7 separate regions of the Mus musculus genome follow, and regions 1, 2, 3, 5, 6 and 7 are each linked to region 4. A link is a contact called in public HiCAR-type, HiChIP or PLAC-seq and promoter capture Hi-C data. All regions are on one chromosome and are shown on one strand. Each heading gives the region's core, a stretch centred on a gene start, on an enhancer-like site or on the middle of the called end of the contact. The rest is flanking DNA. Distances are from core to core; before and after follow the strand shown. Region 1 holds the start of Nsfl1c (NSFL1 (p97) cofactor (p47)). Region 2 holds the start of Snph (syntaphilin). Region 3 overlaps Gm52533 (a long non-coding RNA gene). Region 4 holds the start of Cst3 (cystatin C). Region 5 holds the start of Fkbp1a (FK506 binding protein 1a). Region 6 holds the start of Nanp (N-acetylneuraminic acid phosphatase). Region 7 holds the start of Sdcbp2 (syndecan binding protein (syntenin) 2).

Evidence for each region. Promoter capture Hi-C pulls out the DNA fragments that hold promoters and counts their contacts. HiCAR-type assays count read pairs that join an accessible place to other places. HiChIP or PLAC-seq counts read pairs in DNA pulled down with a chosen protein or histone mark.
Region 1: a promoter capture Hi-C map of second pharyngeal arch cranial neural crest shows a contact between it and region 4. The contact joins the promoter of Nsfl1c here to the promoter of Cst3 in region 4. A contact is called at or near these places in 8 of 39 promoter capture datasets (cranial neural crest, embryonic stem cells, frontonasal cranial neural crest and 5 more), 2 of 115 datasets of contacts at active chromatin or transcription factors (astrocytes and large pre-B cells) and 1 of 9 other capture datasets (liver).
Region 2: a promoter capture Hi-C map of second pharyngeal arch cranial neural crest shows a contact between it and region 4. The contact joins the promoter of Snph here to the promoter of Cst3 in region 4. A contact is called at or near these places in 4 of 39 promoter capture datasets (cranial neural crest, hippocampal neurons, maxillary cranial neural crest and 1 more) and 1 of 115 datasets of contacts at active chromatin or transcription factors (astrocytes).
Region 3: a contact with region 4 is called in a HiCAR-type map of astrocytes, with 6 times the contacts expected there. The contact joins the enhancer-like site here to the promoter of Cst3 in region 4. A contact is called at or near these places in 3 of 39 promoter capture datasets (cranial neural crest, hippocampal neurons and pre-B cells) and 3 of 115 datasets of contacts at active chromatin or transcription factors (astrocytes, bone marrow-derived dendritic cells and large pre-B cells).
Region 5: a contact with region 4 is called in a HiCAR-type map of astrocytes, with 8 times the contacts expected there. The contact joins the promoter of Fkbp1a here to the promoter of Cst3 in region 4. A contact is called at or near these places in 4 of 39 promoter capture datasets (cranial neural crest, frontonasal cranial neural crest, hippocampal neurons and 1 more), 2 of 115 datasets of contacts at active chromatin or transcription factors (astrocytes and bone marrow-derived dendritic cells) and 2 of 9 other capture datasets (adipose tissue and liver).
Region 6: a contact with region 4 is called in a promoter capture Hi-C map of pre-B cells, with 5 times the contacts expected there. The contact joins the promoter of Nanp here to the promoter of Cst3 in region 4. A contact is called at or near these places in 7 of 39 promoter capture datasets (the C10 cell line, cranial neural crest, frontonasal cranial neural crest and 4 more), 1 of 484 Hi-C or Micro-C datasets (CD4 T cells), 2 of 115 datasets of contacts at active chromatin or transcription factors (bone marrow-derived dendritic cells and pro-B cells) and 2 of 9 other capture datasets (adipose tissue and liver).
Region 7: a contact with region 4 is called in an H3K27ac HiChIP or PLAC-seq map of bone marrow-derived dendritic cells, with 13 times the contacts expected there. The contact joins the promoter of Sdcbp2 here to the promoter of Cst3 in region 4. A contact is called at or near these places in 1 of 39 promoter capture datasets (cranial neural crest) and 2 of 115 datasets of contacts at active chromatin or transcription factors (astrocytes and bone marrow-derived dendritic cells).

What each region holds. Positions count from the first base shown.
Region 1 is chr2:151,492,479-151,495,799 of GRCm38.p6, forward strand. It overlaps Nsfl1c (NSFL1 (p97) cofactor (p47)), which reads left to right and starts at 1,704. Exons shown (of 10, transcript NM_198326.3): 1 at 1,704-1,934. The coding sequence starts at 1,830.
Region 2 is chr2:151,630,660-151,634,004 of GRCm38.p6, forward strand. It overlaps Snph (syntaphilin), which reads right to left and starts at 1,934. Exons shown (of 6, transcript NM_198214.3): 1 at 1,797-1,934; 2 at 1,489-1,595.
Region 3 is chr2:151,521,399-151,525,003 of GRCm38.p6, forward strand. It overlaps Gm52533 (a long non-coding RNA gene), which reads left to right. Exons shown (of 2, transcript XR_003953956.1): 2 at 2,563-3,605. Among named protein-coding and RNA genes, the nearest start is that of Gm52533, 4.7 kb to the left of the region's middle. Within about 2 kb of position 1,308, at least 2 of the 459 cell types and tissues checked have an H3K27ac peak or open chromatin away from gene starts, as enhancers often do. A contact at or near this core is called in astrocytes, where this site is marked.
Region 4 is chr2:148,873,551-148,877,048 of GRCm38.p6, forward strand. Cst3 (cystatin C) reads right to left here and starts at 1,962. Exons shown (of 3, transcript NM_009976.4): 1 at 1,603-1,962. The coding sequence starts at 1,827.
Region 5 is chr2:151,540,272-151,544,036 of GRCm38.p6, forward strand. Fkbp1a (FK506 binding protein 1a) reads left to right here and starts at 2,212. Exons shown (of 5, transcript NM_008019.3): 1 at 2,212-2,473; 2 at 2,547-2,594. The coding sequence starts at 2,437. It overlaps Gm14167 (predicted gene 14167), which reads right to left and starts at 2,200. Exons shown (of 3, transcript NR_166213.1): 1 at 1,982-2,200; 2 at 1,152-1,333; 3 at 455-614.
Region 6 is chr2:151,037,564-151,041,287 of GRCm38.p6, forward strand. Nanp (N-acetylneuraminic acid phosphatase) reads right to left here and starts at 1,816. Exons shown (of 2, transcript NM_026086.2): 1 at 1,674-1,816. The coding sequence starts at 1,763.
Region 7 is chr2:151,570,487-151,574,183 of GRCm38.p6, forward strand. It overlaps Sdcbp2 (syndecan binding protein (syntenin) 2), which reads left to right and starts at 2,137. Exons shown (of 9, transcript NM_145535.2): 1 at 2,137-2,218. Gm39959 (a long non-coding RNA gene) reads right to left here and starts at 1,539. Exons shown (of 3, transcript XR_866853.2): 1 at 1,485-1,539.

The DNA.
Region 1 (3,321 bases), core at 454-2,953, 2.6 Mb after region 4:
TGACAAGAAAGTCAGCTTTAAATTGAAACCAGAACTTGACCACAGGTGGAGCTGTGGGTGATGCTGTGTATATGTAGAGAGACAGCGAAGATAGAGGCTTGGTCAGTCTTTCTCCAAACTTCCAGGCTAGGACATTTGTTTAAAACTGGGATTGAAACTATAGCCTCTCCCATGACAGGCAAGGCCTCTGGCACTGGGCTGCATCCTCTGCCTTTTAGCATGGATTCACTTTCTCACCAGGTTTAGTTTTGTTTCCCAGACTGACTTTAAATATGCTCTGCAAGGTCACTCTTTCAGTCTCAGGCACCTGAGAAGCTGGGACGGCAAGGCCCAGGTTGTACTTTTCATTAGGTGTGGTCCTACTGAACCTCTGGTTTCTGTCTTTACCTGTAAAATGGGAATACTAACCTCTACCTAGCAGAGGTTTATTTTATGATGAAATAGATAATAATGTGAACACAGCACCTTCAGCAGGCTAAGGGAACCCTAATGCCCTGCACCCACAATTATTCCTATAGTCTTCTTGATAGCTGTCAGGCTGGGCAGAGGGCTGACTATGAATCGGACCAGCATCAAAAGCAGATAGGGTTCTCCTTACTGCTTCTCTGCAATGTGTTAGGTTCCAAATGGCCTCTGTGGGCCTTTTCAGTTGGTTACAGTGGGACTGATCTGCAGTTATACCAAAGGACGGTATTCACACCAATCCAGTGCTGTCGCGTTTGCAGCCATGCCCGAGGCTGGCTTAGAAGTTGGAGATGCCCCTGGCAGAGCTACTTCCTGCTCTTCATTCTCATAGTATGACTCTGTGGAACAAAAAGACTGAAAGGGGCTCTTGCATAGACCACTCCCTGTGAGATCCTCATTGTCTGATCCATGTGTTATTTCATCCATTCACTTATTCATTCATTCACACATTCATTAGTAGTGGCTTCATGCACAGTGAATGTGGCTCTGAGTCAGGCATAGGAAGAAGAGGAGAAAAACAAAGCATATAATCAGCTGACAGGAACCTCACTGAACACTCAATAAGTTCTGGTAGAATAATTGCTGGTCACCAACTTAGCAGATTGTAGGATGGTAACAGTTTAACCTTGAAAATGAGGGATAAATAGATGGACTTAGGAGGCTCCCAGCTTCACTTGTCCCCACTTTCACTTGAGGGGCAGCACTGTTGGAGAGAGAGCTCTAAACTTTCTCTGTAGGTGACACATGTCCATCTTACCTCTGCTCTGAGTCTCCTTGTCCTGGGCCAGCCTGCCAGTGGCAATGCAATGGTGATTTGCTAGATGCTGTGGAAAGTGGCAGGCTGAGACTTATACTAGTTTAAGATAGGAAACCATGGGGATGTGAGCATCGGTTAGAACTGTTAGGGTCAAAGGACATAAGCAACAAGAAGACAGGATACTTTGTTTTATCTCTGTTATTTCCACAGCCCTTGGAAGAGCATCAAGCCATAGACAGCGTAATGCTTCAAGAAGGAAATTAATGTGCAAATAAATAATTAACGAAATAAAGGGATGAGACCATGAGTAATTTCCAGGATCTGATTTCGGGACTACTTCATCCTGTGGGAAAACCAGCCCCTCCCTACTCACTTCCATCGACCTTCTACTTCAGCCATTAAGGTGAGGCTCACATAGGGGCCACCAGAGGGCGCGAGGCGGCTAGGTTTCCCACACGGAGGGCTTTTCCTGTGGCACCGCATTGGGCGGAGCCTACGAGCAGGCGCCCAGCGGCTGGACGCGGTAGAACGGCGGGCGGAACGCAGACCTGGGGTTCGGGCTGTTGCAGTGTCCGCCGGAGCGGTTTGGGAAGTGCACGGGGCGAAGATGGCGGAGGAGCGGCAGGACGCGTTGAGGGAGTTCGTGGCGGTGACTGGCACTGAGGAGGACAGGGCCCGTTTCTTCCTGGAGTCGGCTGGCTGGGACCTGCAGGTAGCGCCGCGAGGCGGGCCGCTTCGGACGGGCTGGGGAATACGGAGTGCGGCGTCGGCTCTGCGATCCCTACGCGGCCGAAGCGCACAGTCATCCCTGCGGGGCTGGGCCCTGCCTGGCCCAGGCCTCATGGTGCCTGGGGTCGCTTGCCACGCGTCACCGGCCTGGCTTGGAAGTTCATGGAGGCGGGCGGGCCCTGCTTTGCAGGGCCTCTGTTTTCCTGCGGGCTCGCAGTGTTGGCGAGACTTTGGGCGCTGCCGCAGTCCGCGTGGAGTCGTCGCCTGGGGGCGTGGCTGCCACGGCGAGTGCCTGCGGGTGGCCGGGTGGAATCGAGTGCCCTGCTTCCAGATGGAGCCCCACCGAGGTCGCGGTGGCCTTCCGATTCCGCTTCTGCAAGGATGCTGTGCTGGTGGGGGAAACCCTGCAAGGCATCAGCCCACGCCCCACTCTTGCCTAATTGCAGGGAGAAACTACCTGTGGGATTGTGGCGCACGTTTGGGGTCTCTGCACATTTCGTAGTTAACTGTAAAATGGGAATTTCTTAGGACTTACTGTCTTGTTCACTGGCATGTAGTAAATAGTCACTAAGGAATTAATTTAGAAGGCAAAGCTCCACCAGGCATAAAATGTTGCACACTTCTGATCCCTAGAGCAACACCCATCTCTTATTGCTCAGAAACACAGTAATTAATGTTAGAAAGAATTGATTGCATAAATGTCCTTGGCCAGCCTACATCTTAGGTAGATGACGATGACTAATATTTCTTGAGTACCTACAACAAGCCAGGCACTGTTCAGCATTACAGAATGTCTCATTTACATGTCTCACATTGCAGCTGAGACTTGGAGGATAAATAACTTGCTGAAGAGCTAACTACTAATTAAACAGGTAAAGACTAACCCTATCTTATGGATAAGGAATTGGACCCTCAAAGGGACACCGAATGTGCTCACTGTGTGAGCTTTCTGATGTAACCATGTCTACTGACTGTAATATTTAGCTTCCCAAACATTAGGGATCTTTATTCCTTTAACTCTTTCAGCACTCTGGAGGCAGAAGATCTCTGAGTTCGAGACCAGCCTGATCTACATAGTTCCAGGAGTAAATAGTCCCTCTTTCAAAAACATAACAAACAGAAAGATGCTCTTAAAGGCGCTGTGAAGCCTCTGTGCTGAGTGGAAATACATAAGAGAAAAGCTTCTATCCCAGTAGATCATCCGAACTGAGGCTCTTACCTGTGTGGTAACTTGACTAGCAGTGCCAGGACTTGAATGCAGGTTCTCTAAATGTCAGTTTAGTACAACTCCTACGATGGCACATGACTTCCCAGAAGCTGGTTATACTACATGAAGAATACCTTCAGACTGATTGTCCCATGACAGCTCA
Region 2 (3,345 bases), core at 684-3,183, 2.8 Mb after region 4:
AGAACTTGACTCTCTTGCTTCGGTCTCAGAAGAGATTGTGCAGGGAAGGCAAAGATTGAGATCTGTGATCCTGGCTCCTGCTCTCTGCCAGCACTCAAGACTCATGTGCTTCTGTTCCCATGGGATGCCACCTATGGATGACAGGGTCTTCCAAGCTCATGGCTGGATTATACATGACTGCAGGCAACTGTCATTTGCTAGAACTGTCTTAGCTCTTGCGACGGAAATGTTCTCATCTTCTGGTTGCTCTGGAAGAGTCTGGTGGGGCAAACATGAACTCCTCTCTCTCCTAATTTGCCTTCAAATTCTGAATCCTTGAAAACCTACTGTGTGTGTCAAGCCGTTATCTCAAGAGCTTTCATATGAATCTCATCTCACCCTTAGAACTCTGAGGCCGGTACCATCTCCCAGGTTCACAAATGAGGGAAGGTAAGTAACTTGTCAGGGCAGGGATATTACCATAGAATCCTCTGATGCTTCCAGTGTTGTGAGACCCAGAAGGTCAACATTCCACTCAGGAAGTCCAGAGTCAAAAGAGAATGGCCAAGGGGACCTCAATTATTTCAAGGTCCGAACCTTAAATGGTTTTAATGGACAAGTCTCCAGAGTTATTGAAGCCACACTCAAGTGATATATTAAAATTGTACGGATCATCTAGCCCAGCCTCTGCACTGAACAGACAAGCAAACAGACACCCACACCCCAGAAAATAGTAAGATGGCTACTTGGAGCCAACCAGCAAGTTAAGGCCCAGAACCTCAGCCTATCTCACTTCCTTACACCCCTTGACTTGCAGAGACCAGCATTTTCTGGGAAACTCCTCCAGCCCACCCAAGTACCCCCAGGTGGGCAGAGAAGGCCAAGGCAACAAGCAGCATGTGACCAGCCTCGCCACCCCTGCAGCGTTGAAGCAAGGGAATGTGGGGAGTTTAGAGGCTGGCAGGTGTTGCAAGCCGTCTGGCTCCCTGCTAGGGAGTGGAAAGAGAAAACAACAGATACCCTGGAAGCTCCAGGGAGACTGAGGCAAATTTCTCACTCTAGGGATCATGGGAAATTCTGCCAGATCTACTGTAAGGCTCTGATGTTTATCAGTGGGCAAGATAGGAAGGCAGTCACAGGCACTTGACCTTGTGGTGGGTGTGCTGTGCGGTTCCAAAGAGAAGCTCACATGTTTGCAGAATGCCAGAAGAGAAAAACAAACAAGAAGGGCGAGGGGTTAGTTCCCTAAAACCCATCTACTAGATGTCAAAGACCTTGGGCGTCTTCCCTACTGAAAACAGCATCCTCTAATTAATTAGTAAATTTCACGCTAGGGAGAGGGGTGCTTACGAGGATGTGGGGGAATGGAGGGAGGCTAGGGATGAGTCACGTTAATCCCCTCCTCGCCTGGTACCTCTGCGGGATCGCGCCACCGCAAGCGGTCTCAAACTGACCCTGGCGGCCGCGGAGCCACGGAGGCCCCCTCCCGCTCCGCCGTGGCCTCCTCACCTGGGTCCACTCGCCCTCCGCAGTCCGGCCGGCTCGCACGACTCCCGCGCCGCTTGGCGCAGCGCCTCTGCAGTCGCTGCAGCAGCCGCCTGGCGGTGATCAGCAACCTGCGGCGGTGGGGAAGAGAGAGACAGAGGCGGGTGAGCGCCGGTGGCCGCAGCCCGCAAGCTCGGAGGACACGCTGCCCGCCGCGGGCTAGGGCAGCTCCTGTGCTTGGCCGGCGCCCCGCACCCCCGCAGTTGCACTCCTGGGTGCGGCGGGTGAGGCTGGGCGGTGGGCCCGGAGGTCCCCGGGGTCCTTGTCATCACCTGCGAAGGCTTCCATGGTTTGGGCTGCCCCCAGGAGGGCAGCCGGATTGCTCTCCCGAGCCCCAGCTGAAGGTGGCTAGCGGGTGCTTGCTGGGGCTGGGGCTGCGGGGAGGGAGAGGTGGAGGGCGGGGAAGGAGAGGTGGATGGAGGGGGATGAGCCAGTCGGCAGCTCGCCGGCAGCTGCGTAAGCCTCCCGTCTTCACTTTCCTTCTTAAAGAGATAGTTGGTTTCGCTCTGAGAGCCCTGGAGCCAAGACATCAACAAGCATGCATGGGGTCCTTTATTACCTCCAACTAGCTGTTGCTCAGAGGTGGGGGATGGGAAGGACTTCAAAGGGTATCTATCCCTTCAGCTTCTGGGCCTCAGTATCTCACCCCTTGGCACACATTAAGTAGTAGTATTATCTGGACGCCTTTAGAAACATTTTTGACCCCCTAAACCAATTTGTGAATGTCAGGAGTTATTTAATGCGAACAGCTCTTGCCTTAAAAAAAAAAAAAAAATCTTAAAATCCCGAAGGTATTTAAGAAATGTTATCCTTTGCAGTATTAAAACAGTAAGCTGGAAAGTTGGGCAATAAAAAGCGAATTAATCCTTATTGTGGGTTTGTCTCCTGCCTTTTACCTGACATCAAAGGGCTCAAGGGACCACAAAGTCCAGGAAGCTGGATTTCTAGCGCTCCCATTTCTGGCCGCCATAAGTTAACTTGCTGGCCTGGTTTCTTGCCTGCCCCACTGGGTGCAGTAGGAAGGGGCTCCCTTCTTGAAGCAGCCCTTTCTGGTCAGCTGGGCCTTTGCTCACTACCTTCTGGGAAGTTTTCACCTTGCTGTCTTGCTCTTATTCTAGCTCAACTCGCTGGTGTCCTCTCACATGACTTTGCCCGCCACTCATTTTGCTCTTTTGCTCTTAAATTCTTCCTTGCTGGGCCTCTACCCCCAGCTTTTATTTGCTAGTTCATGGGTTTGGAACAACCGAGACGTCCAGTTTGCTCCTTGGACTCCTCAAAGTCTCTGCTCAGACACTGCTATCTCAGGGAGGTCATCTGCCATTGTCAACTTGACTGAATTTACAGTCGACTCGGAAACATATGTTTGAATATGTCTGTGAGGGTGTTTGCAAAGAGATTTCCCTAAGGAAAGAAGAAAGGCCCACTTTGGACGTGAGCTAGGGCCCGGACTGGATAGGGTGAAAAGAGAAAACTCATTGCGTAGGAACATTCATCGCTTTGCTTCCTGACTGAGGACACAACGCGACCATAAGCTTTCTGCCATGTCTCCTCTGACATGATAAACTATATTTCCCTCAAACTACAGCCAAAATAGTCCTTCCCTTTTAAAGTTTCCTTCTGTCAGAGATTTGGTCAAGGTCCTGAGAAAAGTAATAGACCTTTTCCAGTCAACCTACAGAGCGCACCGACCTCCTCTTCCTTCAGTCGCTTGTTCTTGCTGTATGTACACATAAACGTGTGTTTGTGTGGGTGTAGGTGTGTACCCCGGAGCTTGTATGTGTGTGGGTGTGTGTGCACACCAGAGGTTGTGTGGATGGGTGG
Region 3 (3,605 bases), core at 58-2,557, 2.6 Mb after region 4:
GTTCCAGTGGATCCAGTGTTCTCTTTTGGTTTCCATAGTTACCAGGCAAGCATGTGGTACATATACAAGTAGAAGGAGCACTCATGCACATAAAGTAAATTTTAAAATCTAAAAATGTACTCTGACAGAGGCAGCTTAAGGGAGAAAGGGTTTCTTTTAGCTCACATTTCCAGGTTACAGTCCATCCTTGTGAGGAAGGCACAACCGCATGAGCCAGAGACACTATTCACACCACATCCATAGTCAAGAAGCAGAACAGAGCAAATGAGTGTGTGCATGCTTGCACACAACTCACTTACTCCACTCTCACACAGTTCAGGAGCGCCTGCCACTGGAATGGTGTCACCCACAGTGGGTAGGTCCTCTCACAATTACTCACGGACATGCAACTAGGCCAACTGGTCTAGACCGTCACCCAAACTGCTGTCTTCGCAGATAATTCTAGATTGTGTCAAAGTTGACAACTAAAAATAACTCATCAGCTATATGAGCAAATAGTATTCCTTTTAAAATGTTGCTTCCTGGATCTATCTTGTTTCTTTCCTTCAGTTTTACCTTCTTTTGTGAATGACTGTTGTGTGTAAAGGTTGACATCAAGTATCTAGCTTAGTTGCTTCCTACCTTCTATATTGATGTGGGATCTCTCACTTCAACACAGATCACTGATTAGGCTAGTTTCTAGGTAGGACACTTCCTCTGGGAGTCTCCTATATCTGCCTCCCAGGTGCTAGGATTACAGCCAGGCTGCCATGCCCACCAGCATATACATGGATGCCAAAGATCCAAACTGCAGTTCTCATTCTTGTTTAGCTATCCGTCCGGACATACAGAATGGCTCATATAAGAATGTACGTTTTCACATTTCAATTTTAGAATTACATTACTTCTTGTGTGCACATGTGCATGAACACACATGCACACAGGTACATGCATGCCATGACTTGTTTGTGAAGGTCAAAGTACAACTTGGGAAGTCTGTTCTCTTGCAGTCTCTGGGTACAGCGTCTGAACTTACCAAGTTAGGCTTGGTGGTAGATATCTTTACCCACTGAGCCATCTTTTAAATACGTTTTTCTAAAACATTTATCTTTAAAGAGACTCATGATCAACTATCATATAATTTTAGGAAATCCAGCTGCTACAACTCTACATTAAAGTAGATTTTCTCATCACATCACGTATAAAATATAATCTGTAAGACAGCTAAAGGATTGAAAGAAAACAGTCATCACTCCCAGCTGAGAGACATTTGCTCCTGGGCTCTGCTCACTTAGCTCTTAAGAAGCTATGGGAATGGACTCGGGGCAGACTGCCAATAATCTCAGCATTGCCCCTTAGCTTCAAGAATCTAGGCAAGTCACACAGCCCTTTGGCCTTCTCTTCTGCAAAGTGGAGATACCAACGTCACAGGTTGACAATGGGGACAAAAGTGAGGTATTATATATACAGCCATGTGACCAAAACTATATTATACTTAGAAGTTGGAGAACACAGAAAAATGTATGAACTTGAGGGGGCGGGAAATAGACTGCCTATGACACCAAAGGCATGAGCAACAGAAGGAATATACAAAGCAAACATAAGATTTAAAATGTTTGTGTGAAGGACTTTAAAAAGAAAACCAAGGGCTACTGGCTACTTAGCAACTGGCTTAGTGGCTGAGAAAACTGGCTGCGCTTCCCAAGGATCTGGGCTCAATTCCCAGCATCCACATAGCAGCTCACAACTGTAACTCTAACTCCAGGAGATCTGATACCCTCTCCTGGCCCCCATAGACACTAGTTATACAGGTGGTGCACAGACATTCATGAAGGCAAATCACCCATACACATAATGATTTTTTAAAAACTTAAAAAGAAAATTGAAGTTATAGAATATGAGAAAACATTTGCAAATCAAGTCTGATTCAAGGACACAGTAGCCAAAAGATGTAAAAAAAAAACAAAAACAAAAACAAAACTCTACAACTCAGCAAAAATAATTTTCAAATAGAGAAAAGAATTAATAATAATAATTCCTAGCACTTTGTATGAGACTAATATAGTGATGTCCAAACCAGACAATAGGTAAGTGCCCAGAAACAGGCCAATATCCCTCACAAACATAGATTCCAAAATTTCTCCACAAAATATCTGGAAAGTACGGGGCGTGGTGGCGCACGCCTTTAATCCCAGCACTCCGGAGGCAAAGGCAGGTGGATTTCTGAGTTCAAGGCCAGCCTGGTCTACAAATTGAGTTCCAGGACAGCCAGAGCTATACAGAGAAACCCTGTCTCAAAAAAATAAAACAAACAAAAAAGTCTGGAAAGCAAGTCTAGCAACTTATCAAAAGGATTAGCACTGTGACTTTCTCACAGAAAGGGTGATTGAACACAAGGTCTGCCAGTGTAACTAACATACCATGCTAATGTTTCCTCAGGGGAAATGGCATGATATCCTCTCAATAGACACAGAAAGCATGCAACAACGTCTAGTACCTGTGCTTGGTTGTTGTTGTTGTTTTTTTTAATCTACAACTTAAGAATAGGAGCAATTTTTAAATTTTTATCTTTATACTCTCTAGGGGAGTGGACCTCAGGTCTTCAAGGCTTGGGTGGCAAGAAGTTGACTATCCCCAGCCTCACTTCATATGATTTTGAGACTATTTCCTAACTCCAGGTAACTACAAAAACATTTTGTTAAGTGAGAGACTAGTTTTTAAAAAGTCACACACACACACACACATACACACACACACATAATGTATGATTTTACCAATATAAAATGACCAGAATGGGTCAATCTACAGAAACAGACGTTCAATGTTGCCAGGGTCTGACAGGAGGTGGAATAGGAAGTAGAACCTAATGGCTGCTGGGGCTGCAGAGGTGTGGTGTTTATATAGCCCTGTATACTAGGCTATATGCACTGGGCTATGCTAGGTTTAAATGGCTCATTTTATACCACAGGAATTTTTATCTCTATAAAAATATATACCCTTACTGCTTGGAATACATTTTGTCATAGAGCCTCAACACCCTTAAGTCACCCGAGACTGAGTGGGAGTGAGCGCCTCTCTACTCTTTTTTTGTTTTTTTTCAGTCTATTTTCTTAACCTCTGCATGTTGAGATTATCTTATCTCTTCATGTTCCGGAAGTACTGGTTAGTAGAAGATAGCCCCTAAAGGTTTGTGGTATGTGTCTCAGAGATAAAAAGCTGAGTGATTTTGGATTCTGTCCTGAACATCTGAATACTGTATTACAGAACTTCAGCCTTTATTAAATTCCACAAAGAAGGTTGGGATTTCCTAACCAGAAAAACAAAACCTGGTTAGCTTAGGCCACAAGCTCCTCCCTTCTGTGGTCATTGATTCCATTGGCAGTTGGGTTAGCAGCCTTTTCTGTGCCATTTGGATCTGCCCCACACATTGTGGGAGGTATGGAAGTGGTCTGTCTTGTCAGACTTGGCTGAGTGTTCACGGTGCTAATTCCTGTCAGATCTCCATTCATGTAGCTCAGCAGTGAGCCAAGGAGTTAGTTCACAGACTCTTCAGGAAGCTGCTTCCCAATCTCCTCCCTGTTATCAGCCTCCCTGGTACCTTCCAGTTTCTGAGGCTCCCCTCCTAA
Region 4 (3,498 bases), core at 712-3,211:
CTCCCCATAATGGGGCACACCAGATCAACTTGTCAGAAATGGGAAGCACAAACTGAGGGACATAGGTCGGGGTGGAGGGGTACAGGGCTCTGTGTATTGATTGCCCCGCAGGACCAAAAACAGCTCTGGATTTGGGAGAATGTCCTGATTTTCCTACTAGTTAAAGGAGACCTGCAGACCAAAGAACCTACAACTCCTTATACTTTGCTCCATCTGTTGCCACAATTAAGAGGTGCACTGGCCCTCAAGGTCCAAGGCAGCTGGGAAGTGGAGTTTTCTCAAGGTTGATCCCAGCAGCAGGAGAAAAAAATGGAGCAGGATTTAACTCGTTTGTATTTTCAAGAGAAGGTAGAAATGAGCTCTACACACTGGCATACAACTCTTTGTCGTCTAAAACCTGGGCTTCCTTTGGGTCAACTTTGGGGCTTTAGCAGCTCCTGCAGCTAGCTCCTCTGTCAGAGTCTAAGTCTAAGGTAGTCTGTCCATCTACTCAGTGGGTGGAGGGTGATTAGAGCTATCTTGGGGGGTAATTAGCAAAACCCCTGAGGGATATCCCGAGGATATTCCAGGGCCACAAGAAGAGGGAAGCAAGGCTTCTTAGAACAACTAGACAGCACCTTCTGAGAAGACACAAGGGGACCTGCCTGGTGACCTGCACCAACATGACAGCCAAGAAACTCAGACACCAATCTACACAGTTATGTGTCCCTTAAGGATAGAGGCTCCTTCTGAGAAATGTGCCCTGGCCACACTGTGTACAAGCTAATACGGCTGCAGCATCAAGGGGTTGTTTAGCTTTGAGGTTCACCCATCACAAACCGAGTCATGGCTGAAGGGAGCCTGACTGTGTGGTACAGGACTGATCACCACAGCTGTCTGGACCATTCTACAGTGCTACCAAAACAGCAAGGCAGCACAGGCAGTGCTCAGAGAAAAAGACAGGCTGCCAGACTGGATAGAAATGGCCCTTGCTAGCAGAGTCCATAGTGGAGACCAGCAAACTGAGACTTTGAGTGAAGGACCTGAGTGTTCGTGGGTTCCCAATTTTCCAAATGGAATCTTGGGTATGTAGAGAATGCCCTTGTTTTCCGGAAGTGTTGACTCTGAAAGTATACACAAAAATAAGTGACTATAAACACACACCCACGTACACGTGCTCCTGAGTAGAGCAAGGAGATTGGAACATGGCCAAGTGTTTACTGGAAGGATGGGGTGAAATCTGCCGTCTGTCAGAATGAGTTTCAAGTAGCGCGATTAAGTGAAGCCAGATCATTAGCAGTTGACATTGACCCCAGGCGGCTAAGGGAGGTGAGCTCCGCCCAGGGAGCGTTTGACCTACATCCTTAGTACCTTCTCTGGGTGGCCTTTTGGAAACAGAGCTAGGAGGCCCACCCGCTGGGCTCTTCTGAGTTCCAGAATAAACAAAAGATGAATGTTAACACAATGAGTAGACCAGAGAAGAAAGGAAGAGAGAGGACCGCTCCCATAAGAAGCAAAGGTGTTGATTAACAACTGCAGATGCAAACCGCGCCCTAGCTAGGGGTGCCTGGGTGGGAGCGGCCTGGAGACGTCGGGAGAGCAGGGGACAGCAGGGACACGTACCTGCTTACGAGCTCTCACCACCTGTATGGCGCGGCTGTGGTACGCATCGTTGCTGCCCTTGTTGTACTCGCTCACAGCGAAGTCCAACGCTCGCCGCACGCCTTCCTCATTGGCATCTGCCTCCTCCGGGGCTCCCAACATTCGCGGGCCTTGTTTTGGGGTCGCCGCCCAGGCCACGGCCAGGACGGCCAGCAGGAACAGCAAGGAGCGCAGCGGGCTGGCCATGGTTGGCTAGGACAAAGGGATAAAGCTCCAACAAGACTCTGAGTTGGTGCAGAACAGACGCTGCTACTCCGTGCGACTTTTACCCAAATGCGAGCGTTAGGGACCCGCCCGCCTCTCCTGGCTCCTCCTTTTCCGGCGGCCACCCTCCCTTTTCCGTCTGCCCCCTAGCGGGCCCCGCCTCCTCTTCCGAACGGCCCCGCCCTCCCTCTGCTTCAGTCAGCTGCTAGTCTGTTCTTGCCTTGTAGGTCAGATACCTCTTAAAGAGCTGCCAGATTCCCATTCCCTGCTGAGCCTCCCCTCCCCCATCCCTGCCCCGCCTCTCCCTTCCTTCTTCACTCTTAGCTTTCTGTTCTTACCAGTTCCTCTTCTGTGCCCTTTTCCACAGCTTCCCCTTTTACTCCAAGTTCCCTGTTTCATGAAGTGTGGTTTCACCAGAGAAGTTGGTCATTGCTCTCTGGACCCTAAAATGCCAGTGACATCTGAACCCTGTTTCTCCAGAAAGGAAAAGGGCAACGAGTCTTTAATTTCCTGCATCTTCAAAGTTCAGCCTCGATCACTTGATGGAGAGCAGGGTCACTATGTGGGAATGCTCGGAGCAGGGCTATTATTTCATTTTCCTGAAGGCCCTGTCCTAAGATACTTGTCAAAGGAAAATAAATTGATCTTGGGGGAGTGGGGAAGTGTGCAGCATTCTGTGTAACTACTCATTATCCTTAAAGAAACCATCCTAGGCTTCTTCCTAGACCAGGCCACTCTAGGGCCTGGAGATACCACAGGAGGCCAAGCCCCGAATGGATATTGTAACAGGCTGCCCAGTATATCCATCTAAGATGAACCCATGTGTCTTTTATGCTTCCTAGTAGACAGGTTAAAAACTACGGTATGAGGCTGGGTATGATGGCGCATGTATTTAATTCCAGTACATGGAAGGCAGAAGTAGGTAGATCTGTGTTCAAGACCAGCTTGGTCTACATCTCTGGTTCCAGGCCAGCAAGGGCTACACAGTGAAATCTTAGAAGAAAAAGAAGAAGGAGGAGGAGGGGGAGGGGGAGAGGGAGAGGGAGGGGGAGAGGGAGAGGGAGGGAGAGAGGGAGAGGGAGAGGGAGAGGGAGAGGGAGAGGGAGAGGGGGAGGGGGAGGAGGTGGAGGAGGAGGTGGAGGAGGAGGAGGAGGAGGAGGAGGAGGAGGAGGAGGAGGAGGAGGAGGAGGAGAAGACAGGGCTACACAGTGAGACCCTCTTGTTAAAAAACAAACAGACAAATCAGTGATAACAAAACCCAAATATTGAAGTCTTTAATACGTTTTATTTAACCTATCAAATGTAATTTCAATATATAATAATAACTCTTAAGGAAACAGATTATATTCCTTAATGTGTATAGTAATCCTTTAGAGTCTGTGTATATTTGTAACATTTAGGACCAATGTTCACTCAGTCTGACCCCCCTTTCCACATCTGCTAACTGCTGATGCTGGTGGCTATAGTACTGCATAAGGTTTAAGCTTTAAAGTTTAAGGTTTGTGCTAGTGGTAGTATGGGAGGTGATCAATAATTAAGATCAGATGATTATAATGCTCTGTAGAAAGTGAGATAGGGGGAGCAAGAGATGGGTGCCAGTAGATATTAGTTGAAAGATCCCTTTGGGATTCAAACAGTCGAGGAGTTCCACCT
Region 5 (3,765 bases), core at 962-3,461, 2.7 Mb after region 4:
TTATTGTGTGAGTACATATGTACGTGCAAATTTGTGTGTATGCCTATGTGTGGAGGTTGTGTTAATCCAAAAGATGGGAGGAGAATTAAAGCAGGCTTTTTTGTTTGTTTATAAAGGCTGCCTCTCCCCAAGGCAGAGTTTGAGATTGGATGTGAGGAAAAATAAGGCTTTCATAGCTCAGGGGTAGGGAATTTCCAGATGGGGGATTTGATGGGCAAAATATGTGGAGTTATAGGACCAGAGCAAACAAGTCAGCCCTCATGATCTCTTGAAACAAAGACATGGTTGCAAGATGGGAGTAACAAGGTAGTCATAGTCATAACAAGGTGGTCATATAATCTTTTGAAACAAGATGGTTATAAACAATTCTTTGAAACAAAGACATGACTGCCATTCCTGGAACAGGCAGTACTGAACTATTTGTAGTTAAGATTACAGGTGAGTCATAGCCCAATCCTTGAAAAACAGAAGTTTAATCATAAATAGGAATGGACCTCCTTTGTCTTTATGATAAGATGGCTTTTAAGCCTAAGATGGTTGCAGGCTGGATCTTCATTCCCTGCTTGTCTTCTGTGTCCCTGTGAAATCTTTGGTAAGGTCTTAGCATTCTTTATCTGGGTGAAAACAAAATTTGGAGCATATCAAATGATGAAATCATAAATTATACCTGTTTGGTTAGCATAGATAAAACCAATATTTTAAGGCCACATAATCTTGGTATGCCAATAAGTTCTTTAAGTACTTATTTTGTCTCCTTTGCCAGGGAGTTAGTTCCATTAGACCTAATATTCCGACCCTTTGTTGAGAACAAGAGATGTATTCTCCTCTAAACCTACTTCCTGCAAAAATTAGGATGCCACTGTTAGAGCCCAGTAAGGCTGGGGTATTACCCAAAGGCCAGGGTGGGCTAGGGTAGTGAGGTATTCATCCGAAGCTGGTTTGCTGACCCAGATGAAGAGACAGGAAGTATCACATCGACTAGACTGATTTATATCAACTTTCAGCAAGTCCAGGACTTTTTGGTTTTGTTTGTGGAGCTGTTGTGGTGTAGATCGCCTCTGGAGCAGTTTATAGTCCCTAGATTGGGATCTGACAGAACCAGAAACCAGATGTCACCAAAAAAAAAAACATTAAAAGTTTCTATGACTTACCAGAGGATGCCTCCATAAAATAAATACATATGTTTTTAAGGTGTTGGTGGGTTGGTTTTTGATCCTGCTGTCCAACAAACTGGAGGTGTGTGCTTTCTCCAAGGTGTGCACCCCTAAGGTACAATTCCTCAGTCCCAGAGGGCCAGAGGGCAGGATCCAGCTTCTGAATTTCTGAATTCAGCCTAAGATGGAGGCAGATTGGTTCAGCTGGACACGTGGTCTTTGGGAACGTGGTCTCTATGGTCTCTGTCTACCTCTTTTAATACAAGGTTTCTCACTGGCCTGGAGCTCACTGAATAGGCTAGACTGACTGTGTTCCTATCCTCAGCACTGGGGTTACAGGTCTGCACCAGCAACCCTGGCAGTTTTATTTTATGTGAATGAGTGTTCTGTCTATGTATCCATCTGTACACCGAGTATATGATTCCCTGGAACTGGAGGTAACAGATAGTTGTGAACTGCCGTGTGGGTGTGGGAATTGAACTCAGGAAGAGCAGCCAGTGCTTTTAACACCCGAGCCATCTTTCCAGCCCATTAAGTTTTTATTCTTTAAAGTACTGAAGGTATTCAAGCAAAACTCACAAGAGCCCCATACATACATATATGACTTTTTTCTTTTTGTTTGTTTGAGACAGGGGTTATCTTCCCTTGCTGCTCTGGAACTCGCTCTGTAGACTACACCAGGGCTGGGATTAAAGTCGTGCGCCACCACTCCCCTCTCTATTTCCATATATTTAATATATACGTATTCGTGGAAGAGTGGGCTTTCACGCAGGCTAGTGTTAATACTGACTCTTCCAAGAAGGAGCTCGGAACCTAGGGCCACTTACAGACGTTTCCTTGGTTCCACAGGTACAAGGCCTACTCACAGCTATCGTCCTTACAGGGCAATTAGTTAGGTGTGCGCAAGTAAAGCATCTCTGAGTGAGCTCGTCAGTAGCTGGTGGGCCCGTTATTACTGCGGCGTCTCCGAGGCGGAGAAACGCAGAGGAAAACCGGGAGTAGCCAACAGGACGCGCCTTCCGCCGCAGCTGCATCCGGGGGTCTGTGGCCTCCGGACTTCCGGTCCCTCCGCCTAGCTGCCCCGCTTCAGGGATGTGAGCGCCTCGCGCAAATAGGGCGGGGCGTGCCGTGCGGTGCGGTGCGCGTGCGCAGGAGCCACGAGAGGGACGAAGCCGAACCTCTGAACCGCCGCCAGGTCCGCTCCGGCTCCACGCCGCCCGTCGCGCCGCCACCCGCGTCCTTTTCCTCCTCCTCCGCCAACGCCGCCGCCGCCGCCGCCGCCATGGGAGTGCAGGTGGAGACCATCTCTCCTGGAGACGGTGAGTAGACACCCGCCGCCCGTTTCCCGGCCGCCGCTCGCAGCCACTCACCTGCAGTCTTGTCTCTCCTCAGGGCGCACCTTCCCAAAGCGCGGCCAGACCTGCGTGGTGCACTACACGGGTGAGTCGGACCGGCCGGGTGGGGCCGGGCGGGAGGGGCGGCGGCTGGGGAGTCGGGGCGTGGTGGCCGCGTGGCCGGCGGCCGAGGCCTGGGCGGTGGCCATGCCCCGAGGGACAGGCTGGGCCCGCCGCGCCGAACGGGACATGGGGTTGGCGCAGTCTCGTCCGCCCTGAACGGTGTGCGGCCCCGGATGCCGCAGGGAGCCTACTGTCCAACCGTAGAAACTGAGGCTGGGGCGAACTCATCGCCTGGCGGAGGTCACACGCTCCCGGCCAGGGACCCTTCGGGAAGATTTGAACCGTTTCTGAACCCCGATGGCTTGATGCCTTCTTCGTGCGTCGGGATTCTTCCTTCAGTAGATAGAAGGGGAGAAAATTCCTAGTCTGCCCAGCCACCCTTTCCCAGGGAAACCCTTGAATTCACCTTTCTGGGGCGGGTGGGAAACGACCCACTTGCGAAGTCATTATTGTGGCTTCACGTGCCCTCTCAGAAATAGATAATGCAATGTCTATTTCTCTTTGACCCACTTGCAAATCTCAGCCTCCATGGCAGTGATTTCCAGACCAAAGGATGTATACCATAACATTTTCCTTTCCCCTTTCTGGGAGTAGAGACTTTCTCACCCCCATTTTTAAAGATAAAGGAAACTGGGGGGTCGTGAATGCAGTGCACAGTAACTAAGTCAAAGGAGATTTTAAAGACGCGCATACTCAGCCAGAATTGAAGCATCAAGACTGCTGGCCCTGGGACCATTTTTTACTCCATGCCCTTACAAGGTCTTCCTGGGTTGGGGAGGGGGAGGGGGAGCTGACTGTGCCTTCATAGCTAGGCAGAGTGGTGTAGCCACAGCTGATATGAATCGGCTTCCCTCCCCCTCCTTCCCTTTCCCACCCTTTCCTTTGTCCCCCTCCCCATCCTTCCTCTGTTTCGTCTGCTTCTCCCTGCTCCCCTCCACTGTCACCACCCCCACCTTTTTTTTTTTTTCCTGCCTGATCTGGCCAAGCTGTTCTGGCTCAAGTTGCCTTTCTCTCCCTAATCAGGGGAGGATCCCGATCTTGAGGGAAATGACTTACAGGGAAGGGAAGACAAGACAGCCCGCTCACATCCTCCTCTCTGTGCCCCCTTACTTCTATGACTTCTTGAGTAGAGAAGCGGGCAGGAGATGGCAGAA
Region 6 (3,724 bases), core at 566-3,065, 2.2 Mb after region 4:
GTGAGATAAGAGTCTTAATATGTTGTTTAGACTGGTCACAAATTCTGAAGCTCAAGGGATATTCTTGCCTTGTTTCCCAAGTCATTTTTTTTTGTTTTAAAAAGTAAAACCCAAAACTCACTGTGGCAGGGATATGAAAGATGAATTGGATGTGGTCAGCCTGGAGATAAGACTACAGCAAAAATTTACATTGGATGAGCCTTTTTGTCATTAAGGGGAGAATAAGCGAGACTGGGAGACAAGAGTGGATGGGGACGCAGTTCACTGAATGAGCGCTGGATGGTACAATCTTCCCATGTATGGCATGAAAGCTACCTGACAGTGTTATGCAGACTAATGCTCAAATTTACGAGGATCTGAGGCTAGGCATAGACAGGGGGTCTGCTGAGGCACCGAGTACTGGGAGAATTGTGATTCAAATGTGAGGTTTAATAGACCTACTTAACAAGAACCAGCCTAACACAAAACCTGAGTCTCAAAACACGGGCCTCAGCTGGATAAGAGCACCTGTTGAGTGTGCCCTGTCTGCAGTCTGAGATAATGGAGGCAGAACACACGGAAGTATGTAACGTGTGAGGGTGTCACAATGCACGGGGCAATCGACAGCGTGGAAATCTTCAGTTAAGACTGATTCCAAGTGTGGGGAGAAGTAGCTCAGGGGAGAACCTGTCTCGGATGGCGAGGAGGTAGGCTCAAACCTCAGAACCAAGAAAATAACACACACACACGCACACGCACACGCACATGCACACCCCAATTCAAAATACCTAGTGACGTTGGCACTTTGGGAGCCACCTAACCACTTGGCAAGCCTATTGTATTCTTGTGGCAGAGACAGAAGCTACGTCCCAGTGAGTGGATTTGGAAATACAGAGAAGAGAGCCCTGATGGAGACAACGGGTGGCAATTTTCCTTAAAACATAGCTGTGCAGAAAAGCACAGTCCAAGAGAGATGTAGGGTTAAAAAATTTTAAAGACCGACACGAACAAACTGTGGGTGCAATGCAGCAAGAAATGTGGAAGGTTTAAGATCCAGATAAACAAAAAACTACCTGAAGACGCATAAGACCCTTAGTATTGAAAGGGCAGGCATTTTTTTGTAAGTGGGCTTTCCACATCTGATACTCCTTCGGTTTCTCCTTGAAGCTGAAGGCAGGGGATGGAAAGTAGGGGTGGGTTAAGAGCAGGACTGGAAAAGGAAGATGTCCGACAGCATCTGTAGCTATAGCTAGGAGGGTGCAGATCAGCAATGCCTCACTAAAAGACTGCCCCCTCAGCATTTTATGTGCCGAGGGTCTCAGCACCAGAAAGCCCGGAAGGCCACAGGGAGGCCTGCAGGGAAAAAAAAAATGCTATGATGTAGGTTAAGTCCAGGCCCGCCTCTCAGAGTTATATAACTTCCTGGGCCAAAGCCTTGTCTGAGCCTCTTCCCCAAAACCCACCGCAGCCCATCTCGCGCGGGGCTGCAGCAAGAGGAGGGCGAGGGGTCTCGTCCCGCGCCGTCCGAGCCCGGGTGACCGCAGGTGGCGGCGACTCTGCAGTCGTGGCAGTTCAGAGTCCAGCACCCGGCCCCACGCGCGGGAAAGAAGCTCCACGGGCACGCAGCGGGGGGACTGAGGGTGCGGAGCGGAGTGCTGGCCCGGCAGGGGAGGGCGACGGCGCGGGGACGTTACCTCCAACATGCCTCTCCTGCTCGCCCCGGCCGTGTCGATGAGTGTGTTGTCCAGGTCAAAGAAGACCGCGCGGACCCGACTCAGCCCCATAGCCTCGGCAACCCAAGCAGCGCGCGAGCCGCTTCTGCCGCGCCGCGCATGCGCAAGGCGGTCAGGAACACCTGGGCGGAGTCTCGGAGGTCACCTGACCCTTCCAAAGCTCCGGGGTCTCCGTGGCAAGATCGCGCGAGATTCGGACACTAAATTTTATAGGGTGCGCGTGCACGAGAGGTGGATGAGTGTTATCAAGGCTTACTGCTGTGTGTGGGTGGATGGTCCTCTCCGTTAATGGCTTGGTGGGCTTGCTTAGGGCTGAGAAGGACATCCGAGCCGTACTGGAGAAACTCTCCAGACCCTTGGCTGGCCTGTCTTTCTATGGTGACCGCACAGTCTCCATCAGGAGATGGGGCAGGAGAGTGTGCCCACCAACCTCGGAACCTAGCTGCCCGGTGACTTTAGCGCTTCACTTCTTGCCCACAGCCTTGTAGGAACTAGAGCCTTCATCTGAACATCCTTTGAAAGATGCTTAGAAGAACTGAAGAGAAATGGGAGTCTCTGCAGTGTCTGCCGAATGGTTGTTCTTAAAAATGTGTATTTGTGTTTCTGTGTACGTGAGTGCCTGCAGAGGACAGACGAGGTCGTCCTGGAGCTGCAGTTGCGGCGGCTGTGAGCTGCCCACTGTGGGTGCTGGGAACTTGGGTCCTCTACAAGAGCAGTATGAGTTCTTAACCAGTGAACCATTTCTCCAGCTCCTTTCCCTCCATCTTTACTCATTTTTCTGAAACTCTGCAGCCCAAGTCTTGTGTGCCTATTAATTGCATGGTTTTCTGTAATTTCTAGCAAGGAACCGAGACTGTCTGTTAAGAACCCCACAAGATAAGTAACAAGGTTTGCCTTCTGTTGGTTGAAATCAACCTCTAATCCTTTTTTATTGATGAAATTTGGAGTCACTTTCACTAACCTGGAACTTATTGGGTCAGCCAATGCCACAGACCTGGTTCTGAGCTTTCGAATTAGGATTGGTTCTTACATTGTAAGTTATTCAGAGAAAATGAGAAAGTATTTCATAACATGTGAGAATTGATTAAATTTAATTGTCTATAGTTTCAGTTTTTGTTGTTTGTTTGTTTGTTTTGAGACAGTGTCACATTGAGTAACTGATTGGCCTGGAGCTAGCTGTGTAGACCATGCTGGCCTCAAATTCAGAGTGATTTGCCTCCCTCTGTCTCCCAAGTGCTAGTTCTCCCAAGTACCACCACATCTGGCTTGAATTAACTTCAACTAAGATCTTTGTCTATACTTGAATGATACTGGCTCCAAGTGGCTTCTGTTCATAGTGAACTGTACCCTACCTGGGTAATATATACAAATTGTGAAAAAATGGCTGGGCCTCCAGCCAGTCAGGCCCAAACCGCCAAAACTATGTAAGGTAAAGGCTGACTTCAGCCAGTCATATTGTTCTTGTCTTTTCATTGGCTACAAATTTAACTTTGAGCTGTATTGTGTTCATAAGGAACTTGTTGGCCCACCTTTGCTTGGCTGTAAAACTTCCTGTGTTTTGAGATAAACTTAACTCCTTTTGGGTGTTTAATAATTGGAATGCAGCATCCTTGAGTCTATGTAGTATACTTCTGCTTTTGCCTGACAGTGACAGAGTTGTATAACTTGACTAAAGACTAAGATGCTTAGCTCTGTACAGAAAAAAAAAAAAAAAAAAAAAAAGCTCCCATAACCTGAGGTACACAAGTCACAGATGGGTTTCTGATGCTCAGTAGAAAGAGATGAATGGCAGACTACCTATAGTTTTTGTATTTTATGGAGCAGAGTCAGAGTTGATGACTTTCCCAAAAGTGTTCCTCCTTTAATAGACTACCCTCACCGATGCAGTGGTGGTGAAACAGTTGTGTGCACTTAGGCTAGCAGTCAGCCAAAATTATGAATGCAATATTTGTAATTGCTTTTTGTAGTTGTGTCAAATATCATAATAGATATACAATAAGCTTCTGATGGAC
Region 7 (3,697 bases), core at 887-3,386, 2.7 Mb after region 4:
CACTTTTTGTAGATCTACTATGTAGGCCTTGCCTTCAGTTAGCCAAGGACTGAATTTTCAGCCTTTGGGACACATGAGCAATACAAGATGATTCTCAGAGTTAGAGGCAAAAGGCCACATCAACAGATATGTCACCAGTCCTGAGATGTGTTCCTTGTGTGGCACTCTGGGCTGTGGGCTCCTCCCAGGCAGGCAGTGTCTCAGGATCTGCTATTGTACAATCTGACCAGGCTCATCATGGGGACTGTGCTGTGAGCCTGCCTGGCCAGCATCCCTGATACCTACCCCACCTTGAGTGGGCACACTGTGTCATTCCTTAGGGGATTTCCTAGCACATGACTCCTGAGTCCCTCTCTAGACACCATCATCCAACTATACCCATCAGGAATTTCTCTTCCTCTTTTTTTTTAACTTGACTTTCATATGAGTAGTGGGTTAAATGTACATTCAAAAGCTTCAAGGTTTAAAAAACATAATAGAGCCGCCAGGTGTGGTGGCGCACGCCTTTAATCCCAGCACTTGGGAGGCAGAGGCAGGCGGATTTCTGAGTTCGAGGCCAGCCTGGTCTACAAAGTGAGTTCCAGGACAGCCAGGACTATACAGAGAAACCCTGTCTCGAAAAAACAAAAAAAACAAAAACAAAATTAAAAAAAAAAACATAATAGAGATATAGAGATGGATTTGGTGGTACACACCTTAAACCTAGCACTTGGGAGGCAAAGGCAGGCAGATCTCTAAGCCTTCAAAGCCAGCCTGGTCTAAGACAGCCAAGGCTACATACAGAGAGCCTGTCTTAAAAAAGAAAAAAAAAAGAGGGACAAAGGAAAAGAAAAAGAAAGTAAACTCTGTCCTATCAACACAGTTCCTTAATTTTCCTAGGAGATTTCCAATTAGATTTTTTTTTGGGGGGGGGGGTTGTTTTTTTTGTTTTTTTTTCTTCCAAGACAGGGTTTTCCTGTATAGCCCTGGCAGTCCTGGAACTCACTCTGTAGACCAGGCTGGCCTCGAACTCAGAAGTCCACCTGCCTCTGCCTCCCAAGTGCTGGGATTAAAGGCATGCACCACCACCCCCGGCTCCAATTAGATTTTTTAAAAAAAAAATCCAAAATACTTACTGCTTTCTTAGGAAAATCATAAGTAAGGCTGGAGGGATGGTTTGATGGGTAATGTGCTTGCTATGCATATATGAGGACCTCTCCACACCCACATGAAAGTCGTGAACAGCAGGTACATTTGCACTACAGGTGCTGAGGCGGATCCCAGGGGCTTGCTGAACAGCCAGGCTAGCTTAAATGGTGAGCACTAGGTTCAGTGAGAGACCCTGTCTTAAAACTAAGGTGGAGGAGAATAGAGGAAGACTGTCAATCTCTGACTTCTACATATACACACAGGCAAAGGCAGTGTGTGTGTGTCTGTGTGTGCCCACACACACACACTTTGCTACCATTATTGGAATCTACACAACTACAAAGTGAAAAGCTCACCAGGGCCTGGAGATGTCAGGCAGCATTTGCTTAGGAGTGTAAGGCTCGGTCCCTAGCATCTCAGAAAGAATGAAAGAGAGCCGGAAAGGGGGTGGGGCTCTCTAGACTTCCTGCAGTACACACTTTTCTGAAAACAAAACCAGAGGGTATGACCTCAATGGTGATTATTCGCTGTCTCAGTATTGTTATATTTCCCCTTGGCACCTTCCTGAAATGATTTAATAATTGTGTCATCGTCTATAGATTGGTGACTCCTTTAACCAGTGTCAGGCATCTGGGATTTCTAGATTGGTTTTACTAAAAGAAACACCATGATGGATCCAGAGACTGCACTGCAATTGATTTCTAAGAAATACACTAGGTTACAACCTGCGGCCATCTTTTAAGGCCCAGGACATCTCTCTCACTGTTCTCCAGTTAACTGCCTATTGGCAGGGTGAGGCCGCCACAGTCGTGCTGACTTCCTCATAGGGCCAAGTAGCCCTAGTTCGCACCCATCTCTACAGCATCTACGCATATCAGCTGTACGCTTTAGCCCCACCCACTCGTGGGTGACTGCTCTGTTTACCGAGCCACACAGGCTTACCTGGGCCCATCCTAGTCCACGGTGAGTCAGCTGAACAAGGGGCGGGCACCACCCTTCCCAGAGCAGGAACCCAACTGGGACACAGGCGACCAGCACATGCCAGGAGGCTGCAGTGGCTGGAGAAGAGGACAGCGTGCGGAGCCAGCAGGTAAGAACAGTCCGTATCGGCTGGGATAGAGGAGCTAAACAAGACCTGCTCACAACCAATTTCTTTCCCTCCCTTGTCCTGTCTTCTAGGACTTCCTAGGTAGGTAAATTCCTTTTAATTTGCTTCACTCTTAGAAGGAAATGGGAACAAAGCTTTCCTTTTTCTGCTCCCTGGCAGGGTTTGGAGGACGTATGATTTTCTGCACTGTTCTATCTTCTACACTTACCTCTAATCTACCCTACATCCATTGGCCAGAAGGCCCTGAAGGCTATGGCTCTCTGATGCTCAGACTTTCCTTGTGGCTCCCTCTCACTCAAGAAGGGTCAAAATTCTCACCAAGCCCCATGAGCCCTCCAGGGTCTGAGCCCCTCCCATCTTCTCTGGTTTCCTCCCTCAGGGTCCTCTGAACACTGGGGGCATGCTCACCCCAGGGTCTGTGCAGTGGGCCTGACCCCCCGGAATGTTCTTGCCCACCCAATTCTTTAAGCTTTTACACAAATGTCTCTCCCCTCCACAGCAAGGCTTCCCTAATCCTACTGCCACCCTCTGCTCTCCACCCCACTTCATTCTCCTCCCCAGTTCTTCCCACCACCTGACACAGCCCACAAAGTCTTGGGGCTTTTTAATCCAGCTCTTCACTACAAAGTCCCTACATCAAAGAGTGATGATTGTGTTCACTTCTTACTGTGGGCATCCAAAACAGTGCCTGGACTTAGGAGGTGGCCCTAGGTGGGATGAGCAGACAGTTATGGAGTTGCCTATTTGTGCTAGGCACTGTGCTAAATGTTCTCCATGTGTAACCCATTTAAATAGTCTTCTCATGCCTAGATAACTCTGCTTAAAGTAACTGTTATTTTACTATAGTTACAAAATAACTATATCGGACATGGTTACAAAATAACTATATCGGACATGGAGCCTAGTCCATTCTTTGCTCTCATAGTCAGAGGCAAGCAGTAGGTTGAGCCTCTCTAAAGCCTGGCTTCTGTTCTGCCTCCCCTGGACCTTCACTGGGAGAACAGAATTTCCTGAGTCCCGTTCCCTCTGGCACAGTATAGCCCTGGAAGGAGGAGGTACATGCTTGTGGCTTAGCAACAGCCTCCTCCTTGCCGATTCACCAGATCCCTGGGCTAATTTGGCCTTACAGAAGCTATTACTCCATCACATTAACCCACGCTTCTGTTTTCTGAAGGATAGATGAGTTGTCCACAGGAACAAGTGGGAGTCCCAGAGTTCCAGCAGTTTGGAACAAAGTGTTCTTATTCTGTAAGTTCAAAGATGGGGGCTAATGGGCCCCTTTCCAGCCCTGCTGATTCCCCAGGGCCTGACTGCTGATATACTGTGTTGTTATTGCTTACAATACGAAGATGTATAGAAAGCTCTGGGATGGAGATCGAACGATAGTGAGGGGAGGGAAGTCCTTGGGAGCAAGTCCCTTCCGAGAGTCAGCTACCTGCAGGAACTGAGCAAGCTCTTGCG